2 separate regions of the Gasterosteus aculeatus genome follow, and region 1 is linked to region 2. Evidence: chromatin contacts called from public Hi-C data. All regions are on one chromosome and are shown on one strand. Each heading gives the region's core, a stretch centred on a gene start, on an enhancer-like site or on the middle of the called end of the contact. The rest is flanking DNA. Distances are from core to core; before and after follow the strand shown. Region 1 holds the start of tnfsf13b (TNF superfamily member 13b). Region 2 overlaps col4a1 (collagen, type IV, alpha 1).

What was found. Hi-C and Micro-C count contacts between places; a contact is called where the count stands out from the background.
Region 1: a contact with region 2 is called in a Hi-C map of whole body, with 3 times the contacts expected there. The contact joins the promoter of tnfsf13b here to the enhancer-like site in region 2. A contact is called at or near these places in 4 of 6 Hi-C or Micro-C datasets (skeletal muscle, tail fin and whole body).

Annotation. Positions count from the first base shown.
Region 1 is chr16:8,509,187-8,515,079 of fGasAcu3.hap1.1, reverse strand. It overlaps tnfsf13b (TNF superfamily member 13b), which reads left to right and starts at 3,461. Exons shown (of 6, transcript XM_078090281.1): 1 at 3,461-4,046; 2 at 4,161-4,272; 3 at 4,761-4,817; 4 at 4,976-5,100; 5 at 5,522-5,672. The coding sequence starts at 3,756. abhd13 (abhydrolase domain containing 13) reads left to right here. Exons shown (of 2, transcript XM_040200818.2): 2 at 1-3,178. The coding sequence ends at 823.
Region 2 is chr16:8,383,259-8,388,673 of fGasAcu3.hap1.1, reverse strand. col4a1 (collagen, type IV, alpha 1) reads right to left here. Exons shown (of 52, transcript XM_040201012.2): 52 at 3,788-5,369. The coding sequence ends at 5,288. Among protein-coding and RNA genes, the nearest start is that of irs2b, 14 kb to the left of the region's middle. Within about 2 kb of position 3,198, at least 2 of the 9 cell types and tissues checked have open chromatin away from gene starts, as enhancers often do.

The DNA.
Region 1 (5,893 bases), core at 2,212-4,711, 130 kb before region 2:
TCCCATGCCAACGGGAATCCCCCATGAAAACGTGTACATTCGCACCAAGGACGGTGTGAAGCTTAACCTCATCCTGCTCCGCTACACAGGAGGCGACCAGCCTCCTGGAGTCAACCCTGGCAATCAAAGCAGCCCCACTTCCTCTGCTCCGCCTACCATCCTTTATTTCCATGGTAATGCAGGTAATATTGGCCACAGGGTGCCAAACGCCCTGCTGATGCTGGTCAATCTGAAAGCCAATGTGGTGCTGGTGGACTACCGCGGCTACGGGAAGAGCGACGGCGAGCCCAGCGAGGACGGGCTGTTCCTGGATGCCGAGGCCACGCTGGACTACGTCATGACCCGCCCTGACCTGGACAAGACAAAGGTCGTGCTCTTTGGCCGCTCGCTGGGGGGTGCCGTGGCCGTGCGCTTGGCGTCGGTCAACCCTCACCGCGTAGCCGCCATCATTGTTGAAAACACCTTCCTCAGCATCCCCCACATGGCGGCTACACTCTTCTCCTTCCTGCCCATGCGCCTGCTGCCCTTGTGGTGCTACAGGAATCAGTTCCTGTCCTATCGACAGGTCGCGCTGTGCCGCATGCCCTCGCTGTTTGTGTCCGGTCTGTCGGACCAGCTCATCCCCCCCGTCATGATGAAACAGCTTTATGATCTGTCTCCCACGCGGACTAAACGTCTTGCTATCTTTCCAGAGGGCACGCACAACGACACGTGGCAGTGTCAGGGCTACTTTGCTGCTTTGGAGCAGTTCACAAAAGACCTGCTGAAGAGCCACGCGCACGAGGAGAGCGCTCAGCCCTCATCTAGTGTCACCATTATCTGAACAAAATCATTTGATTTGTTGACTTCAAGTGATGAGCCGGAGTGATTGCTGTCAAAGGCTCTTTTATTTGGAAAGAATGTACATTTGCTTCTGTTTTTGTCTGGATTTCACTTTCTTCTGTTTCACTTCCTGTAAATATATCTTTTAACATAATTTGACTATTTCATGGCGTCAAAGGAGGGCAACAAACTTCCCTCATGGCTTATTTTGTGTTGTTGCTATGAAGGCATGTTTATGCCTTTAGACAAATGAAGCCAGACTGCGAGACCTGTCACAACCGCAGACGACTTGCTGTTATCAGGGTCTTTCCTGAGTAAAAACCCCTGGAACATTTGCTCATAGTCTGATGACTATATGAGCCACTACGATATTTCAGTAAATACTGATTTGACTGGAATTGGGAAAAAAAAACACTTGTTCTGGCAACCAAAATAAGACACTGACAATATTTAGGCCTAATCTGTATATATCTCCATGAATACATACCTTTTGTTGTGTTTTACCCGAGTAGGCTAACATCTCCTGTGTAATACCTGAGGAGGATCAGGATGGTTTTTTTCTCTGAAATTGTTGAGGATCATCATTGCATCTTCCTGACAAGACATATTACTGATCAATTTACACATATATGGTTAACTTTCCCCTGTGGTTTGTTGAGGACAATTTTGCTCTTGTGTTTGGTTTTGTTAATAAATGATGGGTGCAGATCTATTCAAGTCTATCTTGGCTCGACACTATAACACATGATCACTTGTATACTGACATATTGCTGCTTGCTGTAATCTTCCTGTCCTTACTGATCTTGACGAAATGTTGGTCACTTCCAAGTCGTCTCTTTAATGCAAAAGAATATTCCAAAGTTGAGCAGAGGACAATATGAGACTTAAGCCGTCTCTGTAAGAGACGAATCAAGTGTACTTTCCCATGTGTTATTGTTCCTCCAGGTCAAAAGAAAATACAGTCCAGAAAATCCTGAATATACATTTTGTGTTGCAAAAAAGCCTTTGAACTGATTTAGATTGAAACTCCCATCGTACAATCCAACATAACCAGGAAAATATTTCTTGATGGCGAGTATAGAGCATAAACAGCAAATTATGTGAATATCTAAAGTAGAAACTTCCTATGAGCATGAATTTCGGGGGAATCTTCTGCAATGAAAAAAGAGTTTGCTGGTATTTTACTTACTGTACTGATGCAGCTAGAAGTGCACCCTTATCCTATCAAATGCAGACAAGATTCCTTCATCTTTTACAATGGTATTCTGCTAAATGAACCTTACATGTGATATTCTGCAGGGCATTTACAATTCAATTGGACCACTTGACACGGAAAGATACTCAATGGTACCATAAATTAAAAAAGAAAGAAAAAGGAGGATCAATAACAGTCATCATACATGCAAGTTTTGGTATTTGAGTATTTTACTAAGATAGTCCTGAAACAAATATCAACATTCTTTAAGAACTTTAGTTTTTGGTGTTAAAGCCTTTAAATGTGAATCTCTTCAGCCATAACTGATTGTTTCTGACGAGTAAGAAAACTGAAACTGAACAAACACATTTGTTTGTCTCTGAGCTTCAAACGGCCTCGAGGCTGCTACGAACCGGTTGTACAGAAAGAAGTGTGCGTTACAAGAAGTAACACATAGATGCTCTTCTCTTCCTCCTCGTGACTTTTCGGCCTCGAGCAGGAAACACGAGTGGGATTTCTCCCAACAAATGGTTGTCATTGTGTAATCTAAGTTCAACCAAAGTAGGATTGAGGCACTCGGCTGCAGATACTTCGTTTTACTCGCTTCTCCTGTGCTCTCGGTTTAAGAAAAGATGCAACTCATCATTCATTTGATTTATTGTTCAGTTGGCTTTAAGAAAAATTATTTCTTTCTTTGATTTTCTTTTCCTATCCAAGTGTATTGATACTGTCTAATGTTGACAAAAAGAAATGGAATCAAAATGAATGTCTTCATTTTTTTAATTTACCGGGTACCCTGCAAATGCACTATGGAACATATTTAATATGTTCTTATGATTGTTAATAGTGAAATGGATGCTGTCCAAAGTGTTGCCATAACTTAGGATTTGCAGGCCGGCATGTGACATGTTGAGTCTGTAACGCACCTGAACAGTGTCGACTATATTTGTGTTCATCTACAATGACTCACAGAAAACACGTGACGAGTCGGACATGTGAATGATTCATCTTCAGTATGAAGCCGTCTGTTTGAGTGATTTTTTTTCCATTTCACTTACGTATGTTTCTTTTCTATTTTAAAACAATGTCGACTTCTTTTGTAAGTGCACATTTTCACTTTCTATTTTCTGTACTGTAAAGCAATAAATTGATACATTGAAATTGCTCGTTCTGTTAGATCTTTATTTTATACAAGCTTTTTAAAAAAATGTTTTTGAACAGTTCTAAACTCATTTATTTAACTTGGCATCACTTCACTTTTTTAAATTCTGAGAATCGCCGTTTGGTTTTGCCGAGTAACTTTGGTACTTCCTTCTTTCAGTTTGCGCCGGCTCCTCTTAACTGTCAAACTCAGACTTGACCCCGCCATGGATAATATGCATTTCTGCCCCCCCATCACCCACCCCCCCCTCCCCTCAACGGACTGTCACTTATCTCACTGCTGTCCTCTCCTTCCTGTTTACGCCCTGCAACAATCAGCCGGCCTGTTTGTTGGCTTGCGGAGAGGCCGCCATGTGTTTACACTCAAAGAGAAAGAGGTCAAAGACCCATCAGGGCAGGAAGCTGTGAGTGTGGTTAGCCGAGCGGAACAGTATAGGGGAAGCTATTTTGCCCCCTTTTTTTTTGTACAGTGTTTCCTCTGCGTAGTCCCACAGACTAAACCGGAACCAGCTACTGGAGGACGAGAGTGAAGCAACACTTAAGAACGCTTGTTGAGGTAAAGCTGGGGACAACATTGATGCCACCGCTTGTAACCCGGGTCAGCGCGGTTCGGTGTGCGTGCGTGAGCACTCGGGAGACTTTTGTCATGGGCCCGGCGATGGCCGCTCTGGCGGGGAACGGGCAGAGGACAGGTGAAGGCAGGCTGTCCTGGCCGGTGTTCCTGCTGACGCTGGCTGCCGTCACCACCTCCTCCCTGTCGGCCCTGTCGCTGTACCAGCTGGTGGCCCTCAGGGCGGAGGTGGAGGGACTCAAATCGGAGCTGGGCCGCAGGAGAGAAGAGGGCCGGGAGGCCGAGCACGCGGCCCAGGTGAGCGACGGCGAGTCACCGAGGACGTCCTCGCCCGCGCGGATTCGTGGAGACGCGTGGTAACGTTGTTCGTTAGTTTTTCCCCCCCACACACACTTTGTTGTGTCTTTTCAGACTGAGGATGTCAGTGGGGGAAACAGCCAGGAGTCGCTGCACCAACCTGGCCCTCGACACGCCGTCCCCCCGACGAGGAAGAAAAGATTGGTGCCTGGATCAGAACCACTTAGTAAGTCTGAAAGGTCGCTGTGAACATGTGCTGCAGGAACCGGCTTCTTTTAGTTTGAATAGAGTGAAGATTAGTGAGGGTTTTTTTTCAAAACCATGAGTCATTCTGAAAAAGCTTTCCAGTGTTTAATGTGGTGATTAAGTTCTTTAATCCATTCCTTATTCTCATGATATTTTGTATGCCAACATTTTCCGTTCGATTATTTATATTGCTCAAATGAGCTTCACAATTTGTACGGACCCTGCAGAAAAGGAAGGAATCCCTCCCACGAATGCCACTGTAGACAAAGCTGAGTCGGATGACCTGATGACCACTTAAAACTTAAAGTCTCTGATGCTCGACCATCAGCTCAAGCCACTTAATAGTGCAGTTTGTCAATGGAATATGGCCCAGAAAAGGGAAAAAGAGACCAACATGGGAAAAGCAGCATGCAGATTGTAAGGAACCCTGTGACCCGCATGAACATGTTCTTGTATATTTTCTTACAGTTGCTCAGCCTTGCTTGCAGTTGTTGGCAAACAATAGCCGGAGAACCTTCAGGAAAGGTGCAGTATTTCTTGTCCTTTTTTTTTTTTTGCTGATAGTGAATTTCATATTCGCTTTGGACCGATCACAGTTAGAACTTATTTGTATGAATTAAATGCAATGCAGTCGTGATGATTTGACGCGTTCCCTGATGGACTCGTTGTTTTCCCGGGTGCAGAATATAACTCTGAGCCGCACACGGGGATCCCCTGGCAGGCCGGTCTGAGGAGGGGCTCGGCCCTGGAGGCCGATGGGGACAGCATGCTGGTCAGAGAGGAGGGCTTCTACTTCGTGTACAGTCAGGTCAGTCCGTCTCGGTCGCGTCGTTCCACCGACTCTCCACTCGAAGGCGCTGCTGCTCCGCTCGCCACCATCTCGCACACCGGGGGAGGAGGGGGGGGGAGTGTCTATCACACATTGCAGGGGGGGGGGATGATGTGCTCGATTCCAAGCGCGCAGTGGTTTAACAGACCTTGAAGAAAGGTCAGATAAAGAGGAAATGCTAATGATGTATGCATAATAAATGATGTACCCCTCACCTGACTGTCTCTCCGCGTTAACCTTTAGGCACTATAATTATGACAGGCCATATGGTCCTTTTTTTTCTATAAATGTCTCAGAAAATGTCCTTTTTTGTGAGTAGTTGTCATTATTATATGTTGCAAGTGCTTAAAATCCTTTACCTCACTGCATAGATTGAGCCCAGTGTTTGTGACGTGCTCAGGTCTACTACATGGACAGCACCTTTGCAATGGGTCACGTGGTGATCCGGAGGAAGAGGAATGTGGTGGGAGACGAGCCTCAGTATGTGATCTTGTTCCGCTGCATCCAGAACATGAACCCCGTCCACCCTTACAACACCTGCTACACAGGAGGCGAGTTATTGTTTGTGTCGAGCTGTGCTCACCCGACTTTACAGCAGCTGTTACGGGGGGTCAGCCGCTGTTCTCTAGTCAAGCTTTCAAGCGAGTGTCTGTGTGTCTGTGTGTGTGTGTGTGTGTGTGTGTGTGTGTGTGTGTGTGTGTGTGCACGCGTGTGTCAGTGGTTGTGGGATTGTAGCAAGAAGAAAAAAAGAGGAATTGCAGTTCAACATCTA
Region 2 (5,415 bases), core at 1,949-4,448:
ACGTGAACGGCGTGTACAACCAAGGAACAGTGACGCTTCCACACTCGTGGGCCGCTCTCGCTGTCTGAAAGGCTCTCGTCGGGGAACAGATGCTCTATGCAGATAAAATCATTTATGGAAGACCAGATAGTCACATTCCTGCACTGCTTCTTCCACACGTGAAGCAAGTGTTTGATTCCTGCACGTGTGATCCTGACAGGCAAGATTTTTAGAGGCACGTCGTAATGGCTCAGGATGTAATCTCACACAGTTTTGGCAGTTTTGCCTCCATTTGATATTTTATGATTCTCTTCCACACATCCTCTTTCTCTCTCTCTCTCTCTCTTGGTTTCCAGTTGAAGACATGGACGGTGCATGAATGCCAACCATCTGATGGCACTTACTGTCCAGAAGGTTCGGGCAGGCTGTAACTGTGCAATCTCAACACAATAGTTGTTTCAAACGCTTCTTCCTGCTGCAGCTGTAAGGACACAAATCATGCTCATTCACAGGTTATTTGGGGGTTTCAACAAGAACAAGAACTAGTTTTTTATTAGTTCATAGCGTGTTTGAATAAACCTAGATTCACTCTGTCTGATGCTTGGAATAGCGTTGCTTGGCAACAGCTTGGTCCATATCTACTTCCTGTCAGAAGATCACTTTGAAAACACTTTTTCTTTAGTATTCAATACAACAAGGTAACATTTGGAGTAACGTGCTTGTTTTCTTTATTGCCAAGAGTTGGAGGAGAAAAATCAACTCGAGTGGAATGTCGAATTGTTTTTATGATTTTTATAATGTGTGAAAATTGTTTGTTGTGAGCTTTCCATTGACATTGTTTCTTTTTTCTTTCTGAGTTCTGAGTGTCTTTTAGTTGGATTGTCTTCCCTGTCGAGTTGCTATAAAACAAGGCGCGGCGATGAAAGAATTTGCCTGGTACTGCCGTTCATTTCCGTACTGATTTGCCTATAAATCTACCGGAAGTTACGGAGGGAAGTATGAAGAGTCGTTTATTAGAGTAAGAGAAAAGACAGTTGTGCTGGAATGCCTCCCACAAATTCACTCCCACTGTTCCTCTTCTCCCCACGCACTCTCTGCCACTGTGACGTCCACTCTTCCTTTTCACTCCTCCGCTCGGCTGTGGAGGCGTTCTGGTCTCCTCTCATTCATTCACTACCACACTATTTCCATATTTCTGAGTGGGTACTGTGCATTGGGTGGAAATGCGGAGGAAGAGGAGGCGGAGGAGGAGGGAGCACCATGTTTGGCATCAGACATCCGATCACGCTGAGATCGTGATCAGACGTGAGAGCCAAACTGTACAGATGGAATTATGTCATCTTTGTACATGGGAAATGATCCAGTCCTATTTACCACAAATGTATTCATTACATTTTTTTTTTAAAAAGCACTATAAAGCATTACTAAACAGTTGCACCCTTTATGTCCATATGATGCTGCTACCACTACACATTGTGAGGGGGTCGGTAAACTAGGAGATGTTTTTATTTGATAGTTTAGGACGTGTATATCGAATGCTAAAACTGTTAGCAACTGCTTTTAACGTGAATTAATTCCACAATATCAAGCTTTGTTGTTTTTATCTCCGAGCTGGCAGACTAACGAATAAGTTACCCAACATCACTGCACTGCAGTCATCATTCAAGGCCACATACTCAAAAAGAATGTCTTCAGTCTAAAGAAGTTCTATTAATAACTACTCACTGTGACGGGCTTGTATCCACTGACTACCGCTGTGTATTTTTAAAACAATGTTTTGTCATTTGGGACTAATCAATTGACCAATCAATTTGCGATGTTGAAGACAACATGATTGTTAGGGACAAGAAAAACAACTACTGCCTGTAGCTCAATTCCACAGAGCGGAAATCAAGGTGTCACAAACCTCCACAAGCTGTTGTTTATGTATATTTTTACATTTTAAGCAACATAAATCATGATGAAGTAATACGCAATGCAATAGAAGAATTTCTGTCAATCAGATTCAGAGATTTAAGGATTCAGCCAATCCAGCTGCTTCCATCACCAATTATGCAAAAAAGAAACCTAAAAAATTCAATCATGAAACCGAAGTCTAAAGACTTCAAATGGGCAACTGTCCATGTACCAACCGTGATTGGTTGAGACTATTCTACCCATTAATGAGCTCTACCGTTGGCAGGTGAGGTACCACACTGACTCCAGTCGCATTAACATCAGAATACTAAGTGACTTTTGTTCACAATTTCACCTTCCTTTCAGCATGTTGTGTGTGTCGTGAGGGTGAGAAAGAGACATCGTTCTCTGCCATTAGTTTCTCTCCAATGCTGCAGCTCGCTGTAGCCACTGAAATCAACCTCACATTCTGCTTGGTGTGAAAAAGACACAAAGTAGTAACACACAATCCTTGTGTAACAAAGACAAAGCTGTTTCACTAAAGCCCTCAGTGTGCTCACCTCCGTAGCTCTTATCCCAGACCGATGCAAGCACTGGTTCCTCCGTTCCACTTTGAGGGTGTTTGACCCGTGTGAATTCTGTTCATTTTTGCATTGCGCATTGCTGTGCTGGGAGTTAATCCGTATTCGGGTTTGTGGAGGTTCTGGCCCCTCAGGTTGATCCACTGAGGAAAAAGGTCAGGGTCACACTGACCTCCTGGCACACTCCTACACTGTACCGCGAACACATTCTAAAAAACATGACACATTAGGTTACAGGAATCGAGTCCGGGTCTCATTCGCAGTATGACGTGTTTTAATGAACTTCTAGAAATGTACGGAAGCTTAAACGTATTGCCTTAAAATCTAACCAGCATAATCCCTAATTATCTTAACTTGAGTTCATAAGTCAAGTCTCAATTTAGCACTGTTAGCAAACAACCAATAGGATTAAAATATTTAAAGGTTAATGTTTTGATCTCTAAAGCCCCTTTGAATAAAGCTCAGCGTTGATCGTCACATAGCACTCACGTTGTGCACGTATGTGTGTATCCAGAAATCTATTCTGTTATACCGATACTACAGTCTTTACAGTTATGATTGCCATGATGCATCATCATATGTAAAACTAACCAAATCCCTGTACTTCCTGTAAATACAGATGAAAAATAAAACCCAAACTCATGCTGTCTGTTGTGCTTCACGTTACCCTTAACATGAACCGTGGAGCCGGTGTGTCCTTTACCCTACATGTCGTAGATCTCGGTCGTTAGGCCATTGCTCTCAGTTCTATTTGTTATTTGACATTTTGGCCTTTTGGGTGTTGTCTGGTTATCCAGTATAAGTCCCACTTCAGTGATCTTGTAATGGCCGGTCTGAGGTCAAGGCCTTGTCGGACATGTTTATTAAGAAAGCAAGGGGTCAAGGACTGTCTGTCTGGTGAAAAAAAGAAGGAAACAAGGGATAGGAATCCGGTAATAGATGAAAGACGAGAGTGGAGATGAAAGGAAAGGTTATCTGGTTCTCTGCAGAGCGCATCGATCTGTTTAAATTGTCATGGGGCAAACGAGTTTGTTGGCCACAGTCCTGGCAGAAGTGCTGAGGTATCGGCTGCACCGGCCTGTAGAAGTGTTGGAGCAGAGCCTGCACTTAAATTAGGCTTTAGGAATTTGAGGTTTAGGTTTGCCCGTGGCAGTAAATCCCCCCATAAAAAGGAGAGAGAGCCTGTGAACCACTTGAACGGATCAGCAACTCACCCACAACGTGTGCTGGTGCTGCCCTCTCGTGGCCGGTGCAGAGTACTGTATCCTTACCACACATTTAAAAACATTTGAAACCAACAAGCCGAAATGAAAAATATCACCTCTCATTAATTAAGAAGAAAATTCTACAAATCATTTTATTGCAGGGAGTACACAGTATAGAATCTGGAAAATATAAGGTGTTTACGAATGACTTTTTGTTCCGTGTGTGAGATTATTCGCCAGAATAATCAGGTCTGTTAACACTACTGATACTGTATGTACTCGTGGAGCATTTCATCACAACCAAGCAATGCAAACAAATACAGGTTACGGTCAGTGCTGAAGCTTAAACACAAGAAATAGCTTGCTTGCTAAAGTAGCTCTGAATGGGACGTCTGGTGTCCAAAGGGCCTTCCGCCTGCTGACCGAGACTCACAATCTCCAAATACTGTATATTAACGGATTAATAAAACCCAATCGTATGTTGAGACCTTTTAAAGCATGTCAACCTGCACACATACTTATAAATACAATCCTCCTCGTCCGTCTGGGTTTGACTAATCATCAATCATCCCTCACTCTTTAGAGTTAAATCAACCAAGATAACAAAAGTAATTCAAAAAAGAGCAAGGTAGGTGTTATGTGTAAGTATATATACACGTGCATTTCTTTGGGATCAGACACACAAGCAATTTAACACAACGTTCCGACCGAGCAAAGGTACAGGATTTCTTTTTTTTGGTTCTTTTGGTGCGTCTGTTATGTCAAGGACGGGGTTGTGCAACAATATACATGCAGACAACGCAAAACACGTTTCACCTGCAAGCAGCTCAAATCCATTAATACATGTACATTCACACAATCCCACACACACACACACACACACACAGCACCGATGCTCGTTCAATGCTGTTTTGTTTGTTAGTAAGGCGCTGATGGTCAGACGTTGATACACTGTTTTTGGATCAATGGAATCTCAGGTACACTTAAGTCCAACATATTCTCATAAATCTTATAAATAAAAATGGACTTAATAACACACAAAGTATTTCAATAATAACCTGAGGAGAGTATGTTGGACTATGTTAGAGAGGAATGCATTATATTTACAACACAGTGATAAGTATGTATGTGTGTCGGCAACATTGCGGTGATTTAACGAATGGCAAGCGTGCGTAACCAGTGGTAGGTCCCATCCTGTTCATTAGTATGTATAAACAAGCTAAAATATAGAATAAAATGAGGCTATATCTTTGAATGCTGGGACATTGGAAGGAGAAAGAAGAAAAAAAGAACGGCCGATAAGTAAGATTGTATAGCACCTAACTCAACACAATATGAACACCAGTTTACCAGTTTAGGGGGCGTGTCCTCAGTGCAGTGGCAAACTGGGTGCGATTCTTTACAGACTTGTTGTGATCATGTCGTGTTCTGTATGCAGCAAAAGTCACTCGGTTTCTGTTTGTAGTGTTTAGTCTCCGGCTGTTTTGCAAAGCACATCTCTGTCCCTCCGCTCTCACACACGCAGGGAAATAGCACCATCGTTTGAAGACAGCAAGCCAGGTCGGGGTCGTCAGCGCACACTTTTCTGCTCGCATGTTAGGAAGGAGGACTCTGGAGTTTGGGGGTTTATGTCCTCTTCATACACACAGTACAACGGCTTACGTTTGATCGGAGGTTGCCGGCTTTGAGCGTCGAAGGGACAGGTTTCCTGGAAAGAGGTGCAAAGAAAAAACATTCAAAGTCCGAATCATATA